2 separate regions of the Ovis aries genome follow, and region 1 is linked to region 2. The links are chromatin contacts, called in public Hi-C maps. All regions are on one chromosome and are shown on one strand. Each heading gives the region's core, a stretch centred on a gene start, on an enhancer-like site or on the middle of the called end of the contact. The rest is flanking DNA. Distances are from core to core; before and after follow the strand shown.

Evidence for each region. A called contact is a pair of places that touch in the nucleus more often than the background predicts.
Region 1: a contact with region 2 is called in a Hi-C map of liver, with 4 times the contacts expected there. The contact joins the enhancer-like site here to the promoter of VIPR1 in region 2. A contact is called at or near these places in 8 of 16 Hi-C or Micro-C datasets (hypothalamus, liver, mixed tissues and 4 more).

Annotation. Positions count from the first base shown.
Region 1 is chr19:14,688,011-14,694,548 of ARS-UI_Ramb_v3.0, reverse strand. It overlaps SEC22C (SEC22 homolog C, vesicle trafficking protein), which reads left to right. Exons shown (of 8, transcript XR_009597354.1): 8 at 1-1,419. Among named protein-coding and RNA genes, the nearest start is that of SEC22C, 27 kb to the left of the region's middle. Within about 2 kb of position 3,413, at least 5 of the 54 cell types and tissues checked have an H3K27ac peak or open chromatin away from gene starts, as enhancers often do. A contact at or near this core is called in liver, where this site is marked.
Region 2 is chr19:14,648,844-14,655,372 of ARS-UI_Ramb_v3.0, reverse strand. It overlaps VIPR1 (vasoactive intestinal peptide receptor 1), which reads right to left and starts at 1,819. Exons shown (of 12, transcript XM_042235883.1): 1 at 1,649-1,819.

The DNA.
Region 1 (6,538 bases), core at 2,164-4,663, 38 kb before region 2:
CCAGCCCTGTCAGGAAACGGCCACCAGAGGGCACACCACCAGGTTCCCAGCCCAGGGACGGGTGCTGTTTTGCAGGGTGATTCCTTCAGCAGCTGATAAAATTCCCAGAAAGAAAACAAATGTACCCAGCTTTCCTGACCATGCTTTAACCACATCGGGGGACGCGTGCTCCAAGTTTCTCGTCACCGTCAGTCCTGAGTGAAGATTTTCAGAGGAGGACAAAGACTTCCAAAATAAGTATCTGGATTATTGAGTTCTGGGATTTGGGAGTTGACAGAACCTTTAGGTAGCATCAGGTGCAACCCTATTGCTGCTCAGATGTAGGAGTTGAGGCCTGTCCTAGGTAGCCGGTGACAGTGTAGCCCAGAGCTCTGTCCTCTGGGCTGAGAACAAGGTGCATTTGGAATAAAAAGTGCCACAGAAAATAAAAAGGGATCTTGACCCATAAAGGGCACCCTTTCTGTGCCAGGAGGGCTATGTGCTAGTGTAGGCTGATGAAGTGCCTGCCTTTTTCTGGGACTCTAACACTGACTTAATGGACATGAGTTTGGGTGGACTCCGAGAGTTGGTGATGGACAAGGAGGCCTAGCGTGCTACGGTTCGTGGGGTTGCAGAGTCGGACATGACTGAGCAATTGAACTGAACTGAAACCTCTGTGGGGCCAGGTAGCAGGGCTGCTGCCTGACAGCATCCTTGGGCAGGGCCAGCAGAGGAGTGAGGCTCAGGAAGGGGCCCACCTGAGTGCTCCTGGCTCTGCTAAAGCAGCTCTAAGACATCCCCGGTTGAATGTACAGGATGAAAAACTATTATGTTCATTGAAGAACACCAGGGAGTGTTGTATTTGACCTGGGATGAAAGAGTGCTTCTTAAACAAAAGGCATCACAAGCACAACCCTCAAGGTGAAATGATCAGTGAATCTGATGACATACAAATAATGATTTCATGTGTAAAGTTTAAAGAATGAGAGAAGATATTTACAATGTCTGAAATCAGCAAGGGATTAATATACAAGCAAGTCCTGAAATCATTAATAAAGATAAGGGACTTGAACAGAAAAATGAGCAATTTGCCTAAGAGAAAACCCAGGAAGCTAATAAGCATATGAAGATGCTTAAAATCATTAGAAATACAGAGAAATACCTATTTAAACCATTGTAAGGTATCACCTTATGCCTATGACTTTGGCAAAACTCGGAAAGCTGGGTGGCAGCAAGTATTGGAGCAAGTTGAGGGGATATGGGACTCCATGTATGACCAGTCTGAAGAGCTGTGCTATTGGTATGGGCTGGACTGTGTTTTCCTCAAATTCAGTGTCAAAGTCCTAACCTCCAGTGCCTCAAAATGTGGCTGTATTTGGTGATATAGGGTCTTTTAAAAAATATGGATCATTTAAAAAATCTTTATTGAATTTGTTATAATATTGCTTCTGTTTTGTTTTGTTTTGTTTTTGGTCGGGGGGGAGAATCTTAGCTCCCTCACCAGTGATTGAACCCACACACCCTGCGTTGGAAAGGGAAGCCTTAACTACTGGACCACCAGGGAAGTGATATGGTCTTTACAAAGGTAATTAAGGTTAAAAAAAAAATACCATACGAAGAGGGCTCAAATCCTTAAGAGTAGAGATTAGGACACAAGAGATGTACAGAGGGGAGACCTCAGGAGAGCGCAGGGAGGAGGTGCTCGTCTGTAGGCCAAGAAGGAACCAGTCCTATGGATCACCTTGATCTCCAACTATTAGCCTTCACAAATGTGAAAAAATAAATTTCTGTCCTTTCATCCACCCAGCCTGTGGCACTTTGTTCTGGCAGTGCTAGAAAACTGATACAGCTGCCTCCCCAAATTTAGCCTACCTGCACCTGATGCTGTGGGAACTTCAATTCTAGTTCTGTGTCCCTGGGAAATTCTTACACAGATTCTTAAGGGGACACGTATGAGGAGAAATGTTTACTGAAGCATTACTTTTGTTGGCAGAAAGCAACCAGTATGTCTACTGTGACGGATAAATCATGCAGGCTTACTGTGGGGCAGTGAGCAGGAGGCAGAAGAGCCAGATTTAGATGGAGCCGCATGGATACATCTTCAGAATGTAGCACACAGCAAAAAAATGACATTTATACAAATTAGAAACATATGTGCACAAAATGATGACATATTTCCTAAGAATATACTCCGAAAGATACATGTCAATTTCATCTGAATGGTTGCCTATAGGGAGTCAGAAGTTTGGGAGTTAGGTAAATACAGAAAACGTAAGAGACACGGGTTCGATCCCTGGGTTGGGAAAATCCCTTGGAGGAGGGCACGGCAACCCACTCCAGTATTCTTGCCTGGAGAATCTCCATGGACAGAGGAGCCTGTCCCCTGACAGGAGGACTATAAAGGGCTATAGTCCCTGGGGTCGCAAAGAGTTGGACACAACTGAAGCGACTTAGCACGCATAGAGAAAATAAGGAATTAAAAAAAACCACCAACCAAACAACAACGGAAAAAAAGAGGACTGGCTAGAGTCAGCAGTTAGGTCTGAGAGCCCTGGAAGAACCAGGGGGACTGTGTTGCCCCTGGAGATCTTTCCAGGGTGCCCTGGCCTGACTGGACTTCACAGGTTGACAGGGCCTGCCTCTGGGTTCTCCGAAGGCCCATGTGCTCCTGGAGTGTTTCAGCCTCCTGGGCTCCACTGGGGAGCTTGAGCCAAGCCCAGGGGTTGTAATGGGTGGGGATGGTTTCTGGGACCCATGGGGGCAGGGGGAGGGGAGAGAACAGAGAGGAGGGGCTGGCAGAGAGGGAACGTAGGTGGGTGGGAGCTGACTCTGGCCACCAGGGACCCTCTCCTTCTTAGATTCAGGCCGTCTGACCAAGAGTTTCCTGGCGGAGGTTCTTTCCCACAGGAGGCACTCGCTAAAGGGCTCTCACGGGGACAGAGAGCACACAGCTGCAGGGAACAGAGGTGTGCCCCAGGCAAGTCTCCCTCCCACCCCATAAATAGCCTGTCCCGGCTCCAGGGCCAGCAGAGTGAGCCCTGGGGAAGCGAAACTGGAGGGGGCTGGAGCTGGGAGGCAAGAAGGGGACCAGGACCATGCCTGCCCTGAGGGGTTGTTCCAGGCACATTTTCTGAGGCCCCAGGGATGAGAGCGAGGGCTGAAAGTGAGGAACACAGGGCCAGAACAAGGATGCACTTTCTCACAGGGCTGTCCAACAGTGCCCAGGGAGGTCGTGAGCACCCCACCATGAAGGTGCGTAAGCAGAGGTGAGATGACAAGATGGGACTGTGGAACGTGCCGTCCCCATCTCAAAGACACTGTCTCGTTCGGGGCAGCTGGTGTCCGCGGAGACATCAGCCTGTCTCCCGGAACGCCTCTTGTCGTGTCCAGCCCATGGGGTGAGCCCGTCGCCAGTTGCAGGAAATAGCCTGTGCCAGCGCCCATTTGAAGAGTAAATATTAGTCTTTTCAAGAGCGATCTGTTCTCTGTCACTTGGCACAGAGGACACTGAACTGGTGTTGGGTGTTGGTGGGGGGGTTGCCTCTCGGCCCCCACACCCAGATGGAATCTCTGGACCGGGTTACTGCCACAGTGTAGCTCCAAGGAACAACTCTCCCCGTGTCCAAGCAGGTATCCCCTCCCAGTGACCATGCGAGCTGTGGGCACTGGAGCCCCTGCTTAGGGGAGGTTCCGATGGCATTGAGGCCCCAAGGCCAGGATGTAGCTCTCACATACTGTCAGGGCTGCTGCTGCACAGGCAGGGGACTGGATCTTTTGACCTGGACCTCAAAGTCTCCGGGCCCCAGCTCTGACATATATCATTTAAAATCCTCTGATGACCAGGAAAGGGAAACAGCCTGTCACTGTGCCACCCTTTGGGGTGACCTTGTCCAACCACCCCAACCAACGGAGCACCCCTTCCCCAAGCCCTTCTTGCCTTCTTTATTCGATAATTTTCCTCTCTTATTTATTGACTCCTCCATCGGAGGCTCAGCTCTATGAGCACAGGACCTCTGCCTTGGTCTCTGTTTAGAACAGTGCACACAGCAAGAGCTCAGTCACTATTTGCTGAGTGAACAGAATGACGTTAATACTGTGAAAATAATAAACCGGTATCATTCTCATGCCCTAAGCCTTGAAATCCCACTCCTTTGAAGCCCTTCTACCATGACAACCAGGGAAGGGGTGGGGAGGGGTGAAGCCATCTCTGGGAGCAGGGAGGATGTGGGGAGGGGAGGATGGAAGGAAGGAGGATGAGGGGCTGAGGATCAGGGGAGGACAGGGGGAGAATGGGGGCAGGATGGAGGTGGGGAGGAAAACCCAGCTTCGGTGAGTGATGGGAAGGGGAGGGGACACATCTCTCAGATCCTGGTTTAGGTTTCATTCTCTGGGACAAAACCTTGAAGGGAAAGGAATTGAAAACCGAAGCTAGAGGCGGGTGTGTCCCCCTCTGCGTTGGAAGACAGCCTCCCCTGCCCCGCACCAGGCAGCCTGTGGCTCTCAGGGGGCCCTGCTGGGTAAAAACAGTGGAGCTACAGATTTGAAGGCAAGAAGGTCAGAGTAGGCACCTTCTCCCAAACCTCCTTCCACTCCCAGAGGCCTGGAAGCTTCCAGAAGTTCCTCTGCTCCATGGGGCACGGGGAAGGTGGCTGAGTGGGGACCTGTGGACCTGTCTCAGCACTGCTGGGCCCAGTGCGGAGGTAAGAGCAGCTCATCCCCAGGGTGGGAATGGAGAGATGGCTGGGGCTGGAGGGGTCTGAGGAGCCAGAGTGAATTGAGATGGGGCCTAGAGCAGAGAGAACAGGCTGGGAGCCCGTGAGTACCTGGCCACCGTGAATGTCCACTGAGACCTGAGAAGACTCTAGCCTAGCTTTGTGCCAGGCTTCTTTCTCTCCTGCCACAAGGCCACCTGTATTGGGCTCTGCCTCGTGTCTTCTTCACCTACCTCTGCCGCTCCTGCAGAAAAGACGGGACTGACCCCACCTCAGCTGTCCCACACAGCTCTTGCTTTCTGCCCCAGGGCCTCCAGAGTCAGTGCGGGACAACGGCAGGCATCTGCTTACACTCGGTCCTGCCCTGCCCAGCAGTGTGAGGCACTCCTTGGAGGGTCCCCATGGACACGAGTTCCCACTGGCAGAGCGGCGACCAGCTCGATAACCCACCTGGAGCTTTGGTGCTCTAGGTTTCCCTGTGTCATATTTCTCTGTTCCCTGTTCCTGGTTCCTGGTCATGGGCTCTGATTTCTGGGGACTCAGGCAAAGTCACCTGAGCCTCTGTGCTAGAAACGGCCCAGTGGCCCTTGGTGTCCCCTCCCTGGCCCCCTCCATATTTCCCTGGGTTGCAGAAGCTAGAAGGCCCAGACACCCTGATGGCTGAGAATTCAGATGCAACTTAGAGGGAAGCTCTTTGGGAGAAAGTGGAAGGCAGAAGGGGAGTGGGGGCCTCTCTTCCTGTGGCGTGGCAGCTGCTGGGTGGGATCTGGCAGATGTGTCTTTTTGCCACAGCAGCACGCTACGCTCCTCTTCCTTGTCACCAGTTTAATGGATGTGCAACTCGGACACTGACAATAATTTCCTTCAAGGTAGCAGCTGGGGTGGTGTGCCCATGAAGCCAGGTTTCCATTCTTCCAGACTTTCATACACGTTTACTTTCCTACTTTCAATCTCTGTCTGGGACTTCCCTTGTGGTCAGGTGGCTAAGACTGTGCTCCTAATGCAGGGGAATCTGGGTTCAGTCCCAGGGAACAAGATCCCAAATGCTGCAACCTGGTACAACCAAGTATATAAATAAATGATAAATGTCTAAAATCTCTTTTTGCACAGAGACTTGGAATGTTCTATAGGTCTGACCACTGACCCGTCACTGGTTTGGCTTCCTCTCCTCTGCCATCTACCACACCCCCAGGCTCAGATGGAGGGAATACAGAGGGCCATACACTTACCCAAAGAGGCATCGCAAAGAAGACTGAGAGTCAGACTCTGTTGGTTGCCTACTCAATAGCTATCTTCCTCTATCAGATTCATCCTTCTTCCTTATTAGATGAACTTGCCTCTGGAAGCCTGGTCTCTCTTACAGCCAGGGCTTGCGTGTGTGACCTAGTCCTAGCCAAGGAGCCTGAAGAGAGTATATAGAAAGTAGGTTCTGGGATACCTTATTTTCCTGACAGAAAGAGACACACAGGAAGCACTCTCCTCCCTGCCAGTGAATGAGGTCCTGTGAGAATGTGATGCTTGGAGCAACAGCAACCATCTTGCAATCAAGAGACAATAAATCTGAGGACAAAAGTCAACACATTGAGGATGGTAGAGTGGACAGGTAGGAAACACCCAGGTCTAAATTGACATTTATCGAGCTTCTGAATTAATCTTGGAGCTCCCTACTTCTAGTGGGCATCACCCTGGCAGGACCCCTTCCCTCTAGGCCACATAGGGGCTGGCTCAGAACCCTTCAAAGTTTTTTCCATGTCAATATGCTGAGCTCAGAGACACTGGGACCTCTGGGAATTGGGCTGGGTGAAGCAAGTGAGGCACTGTTTTTGGATGCAAAACTTAAGGGGGTT
Region 2 (6,529 bases), core at 570-3,069:
TGTCTGGAGGAGGAGCTGGAGTTGGGAACTAACCAAATAAGATGTGGAAAGACAGGGGAGGGTAGGCATGGCAAGGGCCAGGCTTGAACTGTCTCAGGAGGTGGGGGGCAGATGTTGCTGGAAACGGGACCCCACTGAAACCAGCCTGCCCCTAGACTGAGAAGCCTCCAGCAATGGGAGAATGTGGTGCCAGTGGTGGTCCCAAGATCCCTGGTTCATCCATGGAAAATTTGAGTGGTCAGAGCTCAGGGGTGGGAGAGCCAGAGGGTTGCTGGTGAGGCCTGGAAGCTCTGTTACCTTGAGAGGCTGTGTTTCCAGAGTGTGCCTTCAGGGCCAGAACTTGGTGGGGCTTTGAGAGCTCAGGAGGTGGGTCTCACCATAGCTATCAGTGAGAGAAGAATTATGCCAATTGTCATAATGTCTGCTCCCAGGACAAGCAATGAGCATTCCAGCCCATGTGTGCAGCACGTTAGCGAGATGGAAACAGAGATTCCTGCCCTGGTGGAGGTGATCGTCAGGGAGATACTCATGGGACAGAAGAGACTATAGATGACCCATATACTCCATCCACCCACCAGCCAACCTGGAGCTGGTGCCAGACCTGGAACCCACAGGTTTAGGCTCTGCCCAAGCAACAACCACAGATTCCTCAAGTTCCAGGGGAGGGATAGAAAGAAATCAGCTTCAGTCCAGGTCTGATGGGTGGGGGACAGGTGTGGCTCTGATATCTTTGGGCCTCACTTTGCCCATCTGTAAAACGGGCTTGGGTAGTCTTCAGGTCTTCCCTGATCTTACAGGAAGTTGACCCATGCATCTCCTGCCTCAGCCAGAATCTGCCCTGCAACCCAAGTGAGTGTCCCCCACTCCACTAGGCACACACATGGGCACATCCACACATGGGGCACATGGGTACCAGGGGCACACACACACATACCCATGCGGAGATGAAGCAGAAGTGCAAGGAAGAGGGTGGCCTCTGCTTCTTGGTTGTTTGCTCCCTTCCCATGCACATGTCTGGCCTTCTCCAATAAACACCACCCCAACTCCTCATTGCCCACCACCTTCCACCTTGGGCTCCATATCTTTCAACTCTGCTCAGTGGGAGGGCACAGGAAGGGTCTGCCTGCCAGTCACTTGATCCCCAAGGCCCCTTCCGGGGTGGGGGGCGGGTGCTCAGTGCTTGGTCTGCTGCTGAATGTCACTCTTACAAGTAACTTAATGCCCCACAGACACCTCCCGGCGGGCAGAGCACACAACGACGGCCCTCACAGCCTCCCCCTAACCTACTGTCTACCAGACCTTTCATTTCAGTTGGCCCGCAGTCCGCGACCCTGCATTCACTGACTTCGCCAACCCACAGCCGTTACACGCAAGGCAAGTTTGGAGCTAGCTCTTTCCCGCCGCCCCTCAACGAGTGTCCCAGATTCTGACGCAGAACGGGCTCCAGGCTGCGCGGGAAGGGACTAGGCGCGAGGGAGACCCTACGCCGCCCTCGGGTCTTAGATCCAGTCTCAGGCGCAGCGAAGACGAGACCGCATGCTCCGCGCCCCTTATCCCCTCCACACAGACGTGAGCACACGGCCGGGCTCCCGTCACCCCAGCTCCACCCCCAGCTGCCGGGACTCCGGGCTGCCCGGCGGACACTCACCGCGGGGCCGAGGACGCAGACGAGGGCGCCGGTCAGCACGCAGAACCAGCGGGCGGGCGGCGGGCTTGTCGGGCGCATGGTCCGCCCCGAGCCGGCGGCGGGCGGCCCCGCGCCGGTAACTGACAGGCGGGCGGCGCACCACGCGGCCGACGGCGGGGAGCCTGACACAGTGGCGCTGCCTAGGTGGTCCTGGCGCTATGAGGCGCCGCTCTGGGCGGGGGCGTGGGCGGGCCCTGGGGGCTCGTCTGACGGGCGGCGGGTCTAGCCAATGGCTCGGCAGAGGCGGGGCGGCCGCGCAGGTGTGGGGCGGGGCTGGGGGGCGCCCTGGCTAGTAGGGAGTCTGCGCGCTCCCCCCACCAGTCTCACACTTCAATCCTCAACCGCGAGGTGTGGGTAGACTTTCGTCCCTTGGGACCGCATCTCCGGGAATCCCGAGAGCCCAACTGCCCCATTTTTCTGTGCGTGGCTCACGACGTTTCCAAGAGCCTGACTGCGATCTCCCATTCCCGCACGCCCCTTGAGCCCCACCCCAGGGCGCTCTGCTGTTTCACCTTTAGAGCCACCTGCTCTAGGAGGCCTCCCAATCTCCCCATTTTTCACTTCTGCACCTCGGAGGGTAGGTGCAGGCGGGCCGGACTACAAGACAAATCGTGACTTCTAATCCCTCAGGCTGAAGGCCGAGACTTTCTTAAGGTTCTGGGCTGCAAGTGCCCCAGAAAAGTGGGGCTCACTGTTTGATCCATTTCCAATCTCCCCAACTCATCCCTCGCGCGGGAGAGGCCACACGAAGGGAAGTTACGGTGCAAGTGAGGCCCGATTATTTGATCCCTGGTGCCTTCCTCGAGCCCTGGCGACCTAGTAGGGCGCGCTAGATACCGGCTGTGCTCTCGGATCATTCATGACCAGTCGAGGGTAGTGCTTCAGGAAGGATGGCATGTCCGCGCCCTCGCGCATCTCGGGCCGGAGCACCTCCGAAAGAAGGCAGAACCTAAGTTCTAGCGCCATCGCGCGGAAAAGGAAGGTCTGTTTCCCAGCGCGCGAGTCCAGAACCCGCGCATCCGACCTGAAACAACCGGAGTCCTCCTCTTCCCGCCTTCCCTATATTACAGCTTGGGAAACCGAGGTACAGAGAAACCCCCGGACCTGGGCCGCCTGCCTCCGATGCCTCGCTTCCAAGGTTCAGCGGCTGACATCGGACCATCCAGTCTCCACCGTTCATCCTCAGGGCTTGGTTTATTCGTCCTTAGAATGAGGCGCAGGTTCTTGGCGCGGCGCCCTGAAAGGTCTCCTTCTTGTGGACCAAATGCAGGTGGCTGCCTTGCCCTCTTTCCAAGGGTTCTAGAAGGTGAGATCGAGGCTGGAGGTGGCGGTGGTGGCAGTGGGATAGGGTGTCTGGTGAGTGACTGTGATAGGAGTTAGGGGAGGGCGGTTTTTTCTGGAGAGGCGGAGAGGGCTGCGCATCCCTGGGCGCTTGCGGGATATGCTGCAGCTTGAAGGAGATGCTATTCCAGGCGCTGGGTGACCCGCAGGTGCGACGGAATTCCCTGCGGACCCACTGGGGTTTTCCTCCCTACAGCGCGGGGAACTCTGGCCACTGATGGAGCAGGATATAGTTATAGAGAGACAAGGGAAAGCCAGGAAAGGATGAGCGTCCAGCCCCTTCTTGATTTGGGCTTATTTGGATACTAGCATTTGCTTTCTCTCTCCCGTCCTCCCTTTCCTTCTTCCCTTCCATGTCTACTCATCTTCTACTCTCTCTTCTCCCTCTCTCTCTACACTTCTTCCTTCCCATCCTCCCTTCGTCTCACATTCATTAATAGTTTGCTATGTGCCAGACTCTGTGCTGTGCAGCAGGGCACAGAGATGAAGTCAGCAGCATCTCTTGCCTGGGAAGGACCTGGGGAGCTATTATACTCCCCCTAGATTTCCACCTCCTTCCAGTGGAAATATAATCAGTTATATTTAATATAACTATTAAACATAAACCATTATAAATATATAAACTATTAAACTATGGAAATATAATCAGTTAGCCTGGACAGAAGCGCTTCCCCAGACTAGAGAACTGTGGAGATGCCTTTGCCCTGGCCATTCTGAGGCTTGGACTCAATTCCTCCAGGGAGGAAGTGTTTGAAGAGTGAGTCACCAACCATCTCCTCAGCCATTCTCACTTCTGGAGGCCAGATTAGGCTCAGGGGTCAGAGGTCCTTGCCACTCCTTGTGCCCAGCCAGCACCCCCACTGAGGCCTCAGTTCTCTAGCAAGGCAGTGGAATTGTGTCCTCATTCTGGAGTGTCACCTCTGCTGGCACAGTGCCCCAGGAGTCCTAGATGGGAACGGCAAATCCATGAGCTTTGGCTCTCATAAACCCTTTCCCATTCTACACACACACACACACACACACACACACACACACACACACCTGATCACCTGCAGAATAATGCTGATGAGGTCCCACAGTTAAGGCATGTCCTTTGGCCTGCTGAAGTTCTGCTCTCTCTGAGGACAGATGGCTTGGGTACTTGAGAATGCATTTGAGGAGGCTGAGCATTGGGGAATACGAGGGAGTCAGCCAGACCCCACTTGGGGCTTCCCTGGTGGCTCAGTGGTAAAGAATCCACCTGCAATGCAGGAGACAGCTTCAGGAGACGTGGATTTGATTCCTGGGTTGGGAAGATCCTCAGGAGAAGGAAATGGCAAACCATTCCAGTATTCTTGCCTGGAAAATCCCATGGACAGAGGAGCCTGGTGGGCTACACAGTCCATGGGGTGGCAGAAGAGTCACATGTGACTTAGCAACTAAACAATAACAACAAAAAACAAAGACCCCACTTAGCCAAGTGACTCTTGGTGAGGCCCAGAATGGGGGCAGAAGTGGGAGGGGGGAAATGGAAGTGAAAGTGAAGTCACTCAGTCGTGTCCGACTCTTTGCGACCCTGTGGACTATAGCCTACCACTCTCCTCCATCCATGGGATTTTCCAGGCAAGAGTACTAGAGTAGGTTGCCATTTGCTTCTCCAGAGGGTCTTCCCAACCCAGGGATCAAACCCAGGTCTCCCGCATTGTAAGCAGATGCTTTACCATCAGAGCCACCAGGGAAGTCCTGGGAAAATGGAGGAAGGGTGGAAATCTGACGGCTCCCAGTTGGGGGTGGCTGCTCTCCTCTCTCCTGGAGGGTGTCCACACCACACCCCCTCCTTAGCTGGAGGGCTATGTGGGCAGGCTGGTGGCAGTAAGAGTGACTGGCAGGGCCCCTGGATGCCCTTGCAGTCCTCAAACTCCCAGGAAGGAAGCGGGTGACTAAGGAATAATAGTTCTTGTGTAGATTCTTTACAATGAAAATTACTTCTTTGTTTTTTCAGAATTGTTCTCCTGGGAGACCCACCCTTCCTTACCTAGCAAAAGGCACAAAACAACTTCAGAAGTGAAAGAAGGCGCAGGAAAAGGAAAATAGCAAAACCAAACAAAACCCTGAAAAATTCAACCACGAGTCAGTTTGACCTTGTTTTGATCAGTTATGTTCCTGCATGTCCAGTTCTATGTCCTGAGGCACTGAGAGGTCTCCCAGGGGCCTACTCCTGGGGAGTCCTTGGGATCTGATGAAACCATCCTTTCACCTGCCTAATGGTCTGGGGAAGCTTCTTGGGCTGGGGAGGGATATCAGAACTGAGCAGGGAGACAGACTACTTGAGGGTGTGGGAAGGAGAGACTCGAATCTCCACTCCCCATCCCCCACCCTATCTGAAGCCCAAGTGCCTCTGGAGTTGGCCTTTGCCAGGTTTGGGAAGGGGGCTGCAGCCACCTCCTGCCCTTTGCTCCCTCCTGTCCTCTTGAATGGATTTCTCCAGGAGTATTCTGTTCTGAGGTTTCTCCTCCTGGATCCCTGGAACCAGTCTCCAGTCTCTGGCCCAAGCCCCAGCTCCCTTCTGGATGCAGGAATCCAAGGAGTGCAAGGGTGTAGGGGGAAAGAGAGAGAGAGTCACTTGCCTTTCCCTGTGATGACAGGCAAGGCAGGAAAGAATCTGCAGTTACTCATTTGGAGCCTGCCTGGCTTCCTGGCTGCCTGCCACATCCTAGCAGCGGGTGCCACTCTTGCCTCCCCCAGTCTTCTCCCACCTCCTGGAGTCGAGTCGTGCATGCACTACTTGAAGGCTCCCTGCTCAGGCACTCACAGCACTGTCTGGCCTTCATGGTAGGAACCAGGAACTGGCCTGGGGAGTCACTGCTCAGGATGCCCCTTCCAGAGCCGTTCACATTGTTGGGTGGATGCAAGCAAGCTTTGCCCTTTCTGAGTTTCTGAGTTGAAGACACCTCCATCGAGAGGGACTGCCCACCACTTCCCCAGCAGATACTTATTAACTCCAAGCTGTGCTTTGGTGGAAGGCAGGAGAGGCCCGTTGCTTAAAGAAGCAATAATCCCTTCATCTTGTCTGTAACAGCTTGCAGGGAATAGTATTCCTTCATCCCTCTTGTATCACCACCTCCACTGACCTGGCCCTGTGATAAGTACTGGGGATGTCACAGTGACTTAAGACACTGGCGACCCCTCTAGGGCAAACTAGCCTTGCTTGAGTGGGAGACTGGAGGGACGTTCTCATGATGCTGCAGCTGCACTAGGAAAATAAACAAAGTCCATAGAGTATAGATGATGGAGACAGAGCTGTCCTGACTTCTGAGATCGGGAAATGAAAAAGACCAGGGACAGCTTCTGAAATGGACTATACCATCCCTTGATCCTGGAGTCTGGGGTTTAGAGCTCAGAAATGGTTGGGGGCCGAGAGGAGGTGATGTTGCCAACTCTAGGTGCGTGAGTTCAGGCCCTCCAGTGATCAGATGCTGGATGGATTCAGGATTATTGGATGTTAGGAGATGACAAAGGAGG